Linked DNA regions of Sus scrofa: region 2 is linked to region 1. Evidence: chromatin contacts called from public promoter capture Hi-C data. All regions are on one chromosome and are shown on one strand. The core of a region is the stretch at or near the end of the contact, and the rest is flanking DNA. Distances in the headings are between cores, read along the strand shown.

What was found. Promoter capture Hi-C pulls out the DNA fragments that hold promoters and counts their contacts.
Region 2: a promoter capture Hi-C map of fetal liver shows a contact between it and region 1, with 2.4 times the contacts expected there. The contact joins the enhancer-like site here to the promoter of SNRNP70 in region 1. A contact is called at or near these places in 2 of 5 promoter capture datasets (fetal liver and fetal skeletal muscle), 10 of 47 Hi-C or Micro-C datasets (embryonic fibroblasts, fetal skeletal muscle, liver and 4 more) and 1 of 2 datasets of contacts at active chromatin or transcription factors (skeletal muscle).

The regions. Positions count from the first base shown.
Region 1 is chr6:54,285,396-54,289,696 of Sscrofa11.1, reverse strand. It overlaps SNRNP70 (U1 small nuclear ribonucleoprotein 70 kDa), which reads right to left and starts at 1,343. Exons shown (of 10, transcript XM_021094709.1): 1 at 1,121-1,343; 2 at 208-364. The coding sequence starts at 354. It also overlaps a transcript of NTF4 not described here.
Region 2 is chr6:54,371,659-54,375,719 of Sscrofa11.1, reverse strand. TRPM4 (transient receptor potential cation channel subfamily M member 4) reads right to left here. Exons shown (of 24, transcript XM_021094712.1): 18 at 1,678-1,810; 19 at 1,344-1,518; 20 at 915-1,092. Among named protein-coding and RNA genes, the nearest start is that of TRPM4, 31 kb to the right of the region's middle. Within about 2 kb of position 1,634, at least 4 of the 83 cell types and tissues checked have an H3K27ac peak or open chromatin away from gene starts, as enhancers often do. A contact at or near this core is called in fetal liver, where this site is marked.

The DNA.
Region 1 (4,301 bases), core at 94-2,593:
AATGGCGCACCAAGGACTACCTAACTCGAGAGTCTGAATCCTCAACTGGTAGTTACTGAATTTTCACAAAAGCCCTACAAGGGCTGTGTTACCAATCTAAGACAGGGAAACAGGATAAAAGCCACCTTCCTCAATCACACAGCTAGAAAATCGCCAGAGACCAGACTCCCCGATCCAGCCCACTCCAAGCCTCTTCAGTGAACTCACCTCAAACTCTCGGATGTAGGGCGCAATGCCACAGTAAGGTTGATTGTGGTGTTTTTCATGTGGCAGTTTCTCCAGGGGTGGCAGGTATGGGATGGGGTCACGGGGAGCAAAGAGGGCCAGAAGGTTGGGCGGCAGGAACTGGGTCATCGTGCCAAGTCTGAGAGCAGAAGCAGGACCATCTTATGTTAGGGTGGGCTGGGGAGATGAAGCCCCTATCAATCCCTTGCCTCCCAAGAAAAGAGAGAAACACGGACAAAAATCTCAAAGTCTCCTGTAAGGACACAGAGCGCGATCGATCCTTAATCACAGGGGCAAGCAGATTCTAGAGGGAGGGCTGTGTGAACGGGAGGGGAGGGGGAGGGCAAGAGAAGAGAAACAAAGACTGAAAACAGGTTTCCGAGCAGTGAAGTCCTGAGCAAGGAACTGCGGGGCTGAAGGTCCCTGGGGGCTTGTGGGGCATCAAGGATCCCGAGGAAGGAGGTCTAGGGCCGTGGCGGCTGGTGGTCCCGCACCTTGGATAAAAGGTTATAGGGGGAGGACCGCAAGAGGTCTCTGATCAGGAGAAGGGGTCAGTCATAAACAGCAAACCTCTCAAGCCAGGGGGTTGTGGGTAATAGATCTAGGCCCCGCAGGCGAAGTGGATTGTGGGTAAGGGTCCAGGACGGAAGGGAAGCGAGGACGAAAAAAGGCAACACAGCGCAAAGGCCTGTGGGTAAGTGACCGCTGAGGGCGGGGGAGGGGGACTATGGAAAAAGCCTAAGTGACCGGAGAACTCTGGGTAAGGCGTGCAAAAAGGTTCTGTGGTGGCGGTGGCGCGGGAAGACTGCCCGGCCCCGGGGAAGGGACTGGGATCCACCGCAGGGGCTTGTGGGTAGCGGCCCCGCACCCGGTAAGGCCACTCAGTCATACTCACCCGCCGCGCGGCGCCCTCCTCGGCCTGGCGACGGTCCAGGGGCTCGCGGCGGCCCCACAGCAGCAGGTACTCTAGCTCTAGCTTCGACTCAGACGGCGACCGCGTCTCTCAGTCTCTGTCGCCCGCCCAGCGCGCGCACCAGGCCACAGCTCACGAGCCCGCGCGGCCTCGGCTCGCGACAGGGGCAAGGGGTGGAACCAGCCTCAAATCCCTCCGCCGACCCTATTGCGCACGCGCCGCGCGAGTCAAGTGCAACCCACACACAGGAACCTTGGCGCCGCTGCGAGCACTGCGCACGCGCGAGGCCACTACCCCGCCTTCCGGCACCTTAAACTCCTTTGCCGCGGCGGGATGAAGGTCACAGTGCGCACGCGCGCTCCGCCCCAAGCGGTCCCCTTTCACCTCGCGCTCAGGGCTCCAACTGCCTCTGTCCGCGAGACTCTTGATGCTCCACGCCTTTTCTTACACACTTCCCGGATCTTGCGCGCATGCCTGTAACGTCTTTCACACTGAAATATCCTTCCGCCGCCTGGCAAAGAGTTCCTACGTGAACAGTGTGATTCCTTAACCTAGGAAATCAGTAACTGTTCATTGAGCGCCCAATGTGTGCGTGGCGTTGTTTGGGCTCTGGCGATATACCATGCGACTGAAGCGAAGTCTTTTCCTTTTTGGAGCTTACATTGTACTGAGGGAGACAATAAAGGCACTTAAAAAGATAAATTTCGGACGGTGGCCAACACAGTAAAGAAAAATAGGGCCGAGTACGGGAATGGGCGGGGATAGAGGGGTTATTTTAGAACTAGGTCCTTCTGGAGAAGGAGACTGATGGAAGGGAGATCTGGGCGGGTTTAACAGCAAGTGCAAAGGTCCTGAATTGGGGCGGAAAGTGGGAATCTCATGTTGGCTGAGAGAGCAGAGAGCTGGCGGATTATTTAGGGCCCTGTAGACCTGTAAGAAGTTAAAATATTTGAAGTTTGGGGAATAGATTCAATTGCCTGTTTGATAATAATTACAGAAATTACTACAAAATTTAAATGGCTAATATCATGCTACTTAAAAAAAATATCCTGAAGCGTTCTCTCGTGGCGCAGCAAGTTAAGAATGAGCATTGTTACTGCATTGGCTTGGGTTGCTGATGTGGAGCAGGTGCCACCTCTGGCCAGGGCACATCGACATGCCATGGGCATGGCTTAAAAAACAGATAACGTATACATAGACACGTTTGCTTTCTGTGTATATGTATGTGGGAACTCTGCACTATTTTTTGGAACTTTTCCATAATTCTAAAATTACTTCAAAATAAAAAGTTTGAAGAAAAATAAAGCTAATAATAATGTATTTTTTTTTAGTACCATTGGATAGTAAATGGCTGAGACACTGCACCTCTAAATGCTTCAGCATGTCTCCTAAGAATAATGGCATCCTCTGCCCAACAACACAGCTATTTTCACCTCTTAGAAAGTTTATCCAGCCCCTATTCAGATTTTCCCAGTTGACTCATGAGAACTCTATCTTAATCTGAAACAGGAGCCAGTCAATGTTCACGCGTTTATTTGGTTATCATGTCTCTCTCGCCTCTTTAACATAGAATAGACACACACACACACACACACACACACACACACACACACACACACACTGCGTTATGTTGTTGTTTTCCCCCGAGTTTGGTGTGCAGTCCTATGTCCTGCATTCTGACTTTGTCTGATTATTTCCTCGTGGAATTTAGTTCATTCCACTATCCCCATTTTGCCCATAAACTGGAAATTGAGTCTAAAGGTTTTCATAGACTGATATTGAACATTTTTGGCAAGAACATTACTCGGGTGATACTGCAGACTTTGTATTGCATCATGTCTGGTATTTCATCACATCTGGAAGTGCCTGATGTCAGATGGTCCTGGTATTATGATGCTGAGTTAGTCACCTGGTCAGGGTGCCAGCTACCAGATCTCTCCTGGCAAAGGTACATATTCTCCTTGGTAATCTGAGCAGTGGGACTTTGCTACTGTTCCCAAGCTCCTCTTATCCTGGTTGTAGCAGCCATTGCGGATCCTTGCCTGAATAAAGCGTTCCATGAGAGAGAGGGCAGATTTTATTGGAAATGAAATAGGAAGTTACTAATGGGTTTTGATCAAGAGACAGACAGACCTAATTTGCATTCTTTAAAAAAAAAAAGAACAGGAGTTCCCATCATGGCTCAGTGGTTAACGAATCCAACTAGGAACCATGAGGTTGTGGGTTCGATCCCTGGCCTTGCTCAGTGGGTTCAGGATCTGGCGTTGCCGTGAGCTGTGGTGTAGGTTGCAGACGCGCTTGGATCCCAGTTGCTGTGGCTCTGGCATAGGCTGGCGGCTACAGCTTTGATTAGACTCCTAGCCTGGGAAACCTCCATATGCCGCAGGAACGGCCCTAAAAAAGACCAAAAAAAAAAAAAAAGAAATAAAATATAGGGAGTTCCCGTCGTGGTGCAGTGGTTAACGAATCCGACTAGGAACCATGAGGTTGCGGGTTTGATCCCTGCCCTTGCTCAGTGGGTTAATGATCTGGCGTTGCCGTGAGCTGTGGTGTAGGTCGCAGATGCGGCTCGGATCCCGAGTTGCTGTGGCTCTGGCATAGGCCGGCAGCTACAGCTCCGATTAGACCCCTAGCCTGGGAACCTCCCATATGCCGCGGGAGCAGCCCAAGAAATGGCAAAAAGACAAAAATAAATAAATAAATAAAAATAAATAAAATATAAAGAAAGAAAGAAAGAACATTAGTGGAATATTGGTGAGATTCAAATAAGGTGTGTAACATTATTTGCTATTTTATTTTTATTTTTTTGGCTTTTTGGGGCCGCACCCGCAGCATATGGAGGTTCCCAGGCTAGGGGTTGAATCGAGCTATAGCTCCCAGACGATGCAGATCCCAGTAGACTTTCAGCCTACACCACAGCTCACGGCAACACCGGATCCTTAACCCACCGAAGCCAGGGATCGAACCTGCGTCCTCATGGATGCTAGTCAAATTGGTTTCCACTGAGCCACAATGGGAACTCCACATTATTGGGTAATAGTATTATACCATTGTTAATTTCCTGACAAATAATTGTACTATGGTTATGTAAGGAGTTGGCGTTGGCAAAAGCTGGGCGAAGGATTTGTGGGAAGTTTGTACTATTTTTTGCAACCTGTCTGTC
Region 2 (4,061 bases), core at 385-2,884, 86 kb before region 1:
AGTTGGGAAAGCTGTCATGAATTAAGGTAGAGGTTGGAGTCGGTTCAAAAGTCAGCCTGGACACCAATAATTAAAATCAGAAATGAAAATGGGGACATTGCTATCAACATTATAGAAATAAAAGGGATTATAAGAGAATACTATCGATAATTGTATGCCAGGAAGTTCCCATTGTGGCACAGCGGAAATGAATCCAACTAGGAACCATGAGGTTGCAGGTTTGATCCCTGGCCTCGCTCAGTGGGTTGAGGATCTGGCGTTGCCATGAACTGTGGTGTAGGTCGAAGATGCAGCTTGGATCCTGAGTTGCTGTGGCTGTGGCTGTGGTGTAGGCCGGCAGCTGTAGCTATGATTCGACCCCTAGCCTGGAAACTTCCATATGCCAGGAGTGTGGCCCGAAAAAGACACACACACACACACACACAAAGGCAGCCTTTATGTTACATTTACTTTGCCACAATAAAAAGAAATTAAAATATTCTAACTGGGCTCAGAGAGAAGATTCCAAAGTCCAGGTCAGGAGCAGACTTTGGCTGAATTTGGGGACAAGCCAGCATTAGATTTGAATCAGAAGACTTCCTGTCTTGGCTCAGTGGTTAACGACTCTGACTAACACCCATGAGGACACAGATTCGATTCCTGGCCTCGCTCAGTGAGTTAAGGATCTGGCGTGGCTGTGAGCTGTGGTGTAGGTCACAGACGTGGCTCAGATCTGGTGTCTCTGTGGCTCTGGCGTAAGCCGGCAGCTGCAGCTCCAATTAGACCCCTAGCCTGGGAACCTCCATCTGCCTTGGGTGTGGCCCTAGAGAAGCCAAAAAAAAAAAAAAAAAAAAGAATCATGCTGGGTTCAAAAGTCATGCAGGGGTCAAGGGTCATGCTGGGTGAGGTCAGATCAGAGGGAAGTGGGGACTCACCTGAACATCGCGATGAGCAAATTGAGCAGCAGGATGTTGGCCACCAGCAGGAAGATGACCAGGAGGAGCACTACCAGCCAGTTGGCGTAAAGTGAGACGCAGGAGCCCGCCTGGGCTCCCGCTGGGCGCGCCCAGAAGCCCGGCTCACTTGAACAGTTGACATGCTCCATGAGGGCCACTGTGAAGGGAGATACTCAGAGATGGAGCCAGAGAGACCTAGACCTTAAGGAAGTCAGAAATCCAGCGGGGTGCGGGAGAGCAAAGAACGGGAGCGAGGGAGACAGATTCCCAGAAAGAGAAGAGTATCGAGACGCAAGGAGACAGAGGAAGAGTCAGAGACTCAGAGAGGGGGAAAGAAGGCGGGGGGCCGGTGGGGGACGGGAGGGGGTCCTCAGAGGGAGGGTGTCAGGCCCTCTCATCCCCTCTCACCGTCCATGTCCTCCTGGGGGATCTGCCCAAAGATTTGCAGGTAGGGCCGGTAGAAGACGCGGCGCAGGATGCTAGGGAGGCTACGGTCCTGGGGCCGAAGGAGCCCCTCCGTGGCCACCCCGTAGGCCACCAGCCACACGCCAAGGAAGAAGAGGAAGAAGAACACGTCCTTCATCTGCAGACGGGGACGATGAGACCAAGTCTGGCCCCGCCCCTGCCCCCAAAGCCCCGCGGCCATCCCTGACTTTGAGCCCCTGCGCGTCCAAGATAACCTCCCTGGCTCCACCCCTTCCCTCCTCCGGCCCCGCCCACCACGGCCCCACCCACTCCTCACCATCTTGCTCACGATGACGATCTTGGGCCCCAGCTGCTTGTTGACGGTGAAGATGTGCAGCAGCCTCAGCGTGAAGATCATGAAGTCGAGGCAGAGGACAGAGCGGCCCAGGTCATACAGGCCCGAGGTCAGCCTGCGGTGTGAGGAAACGAGGTAGGTTACAGACTCAGAGGTTACAGGGTGCAAAGGAAAACCCCGAGTCTTCCCAACACCAGGCTTAAAGAGAGGATGTGGCCTCCCCAGGGCCAGAACTGAGACCCTCCGGTTCCCCTGGCATTCACTCAGATTTGAAATTTGGCACAGTGACAGTGACATTGCCAAGCTGCGCCGCGCAGGGCGCTGGCACCCATTAAATAATGGCTGGATGAATGATGGCCTTAGCAGTAAGCTGGGAGGTCCCTGCAGCAATCAAGTTGGGAAAACTGTGGAAATATCTGTCCAACCTATAAAAGGCAAAATGCACAGAGTTCCAGCAAACCAATCAGCAGAAGACAAACGACCTAGGAGGAAAGCAGATAATGGACAACAACCCAGAATTCACAGAGGTAGGTCAAATGGCCCACCAAAATATATATGCATGCAAGAGATCAATGAACACAGTAAATTAAAAACTGGGGGAGTTCCCGTCGTGGCTCAGCAGAAACAAATCTGACTAGCAGCCATGAGGACGCAGGTTTAATCCCTGGCCTTGCTCAGTGGGTTGAGGACTGGGCATTGCCATGAGCTGTGGTGTAGATCACAAATTCAGATCAGATCCTGTGTTGCTGGCTGTGGTGTAGGCCTGCAGTTACAGCTCTGATTCAACCCCTAGCCTGGGACCTCCATATGCCATGGATGCTGACCTAAAGAGACAAAACGGAGTTCCCGTCATGGCTCAGTGGTTAACGAATCCGACTAGGAACAATGAGGTGGTGGGTTTGATCCCTGGCCTTGCTCAGTGGGTTAAGGATCCAGGGCTGCCGAGAGCTGTGGTGTGGGTCACAGATGCGGCTCGGATCCCGTGTTGCTGTGGCTCTGGCGTAGGCCGGCGGCTACGGCTCCGATTAGACCCCTAGCCTGGGGTGCGGCCCTAGAAAACACACACACACACACACACACAAAACACTGGGGCAGGAGTTCCCAATGTGGCACAACAGGATTGGCACTGGAGCCCTGGGGCACAGGCACAGCCCAGCGCAGTGGGTTAAGGATCAGGTGTTGCCACTCTTGCAGATGCGGCATAGGTCACAGCTGAGGTTCAGATTCAATCCCCGGCCCAGGAATATGCCGTGGGATGGCCAGAAAAACAAAGCAAACAAAAAACTGGGGCAAAGGATATGAAAAGACAGTTGACAGAGGACATGTGGCCATTAGATATAAAAGATGCCCAACTTACCCAACTAGGAGTCAGGGATGCATAAATTAAAACAAGGAGAAGTCATTTTTACCCGTAAGATTGGCAAAACATGTAAAGGTGAAAATGAGAGCTACATTTTAAAGATTCAAAATATCAGCTATTGTGAAGCATGTCCTTAACAGGGTGTTGCCTTACCTGGCTGGTAGGTGTGTGGACAGAAGGTATTTTACAAGGAAACCAGTCCACATCAAGAATACATATACCTTTTGACCCACAAAGTATACATCTCGAATGTAAACTTTTTTTTTTGGCCACACCCGAGGCATGCGGAAGTTACCAGGCCAGGGATCAAACTCACACAACAGCAGGGGCTGGAGTCACAGCAGTGACAATTCTGGATCTTTAACCACTAGGCTACCAGGGTTAAACTTTATGAATGGATGTAAACTTTATTAATTTGGAATCATAAACAATGAGAAACAATTGAAAGGCTCATCCAGGAGGGACTGGCAAGAAACAAATTAATATTATATAGCCCAGTCTGAGCAATGCAAATTTCTGAGGGTAATTCTTCACAATTTGTTTTTTATAAATTAGGTAAGAAATAAGCAGAAAGAGCCCAAGTTTTACAGAGTAAAAAGTTGACAAAACACTCAGGCCTCCCTGATGAAATTTAAAACTAAGAAATTTGACCCAGGAGCACTGGGCATGAAAGAAAAGCCACAAAGTAAAATTCACAAACACAGATCCTAGATTTTGGAAAATCTGATATGGACAAAACCACAAATGATGGGCCAAATATTTGCTGTAAAACTTAACCTGAATCATAATTAACCTAGTTGAAATAATTTCAGAAATTTTTTTTTTTTTTTGTCTTTTTAGGGCTGCACACATGGCATATGGAAGTTCCCAGGCTAGGGGTTGAATTGGAGCTATAGCCGCCAGCCTACACCACAGCCACAGCAATGCCAGCTCTGAGGCTATCTGAGACCTACACCACAGCTCACAGCAACATCATATCCTTAACCCACCGAGTGAGGCCAGAGAT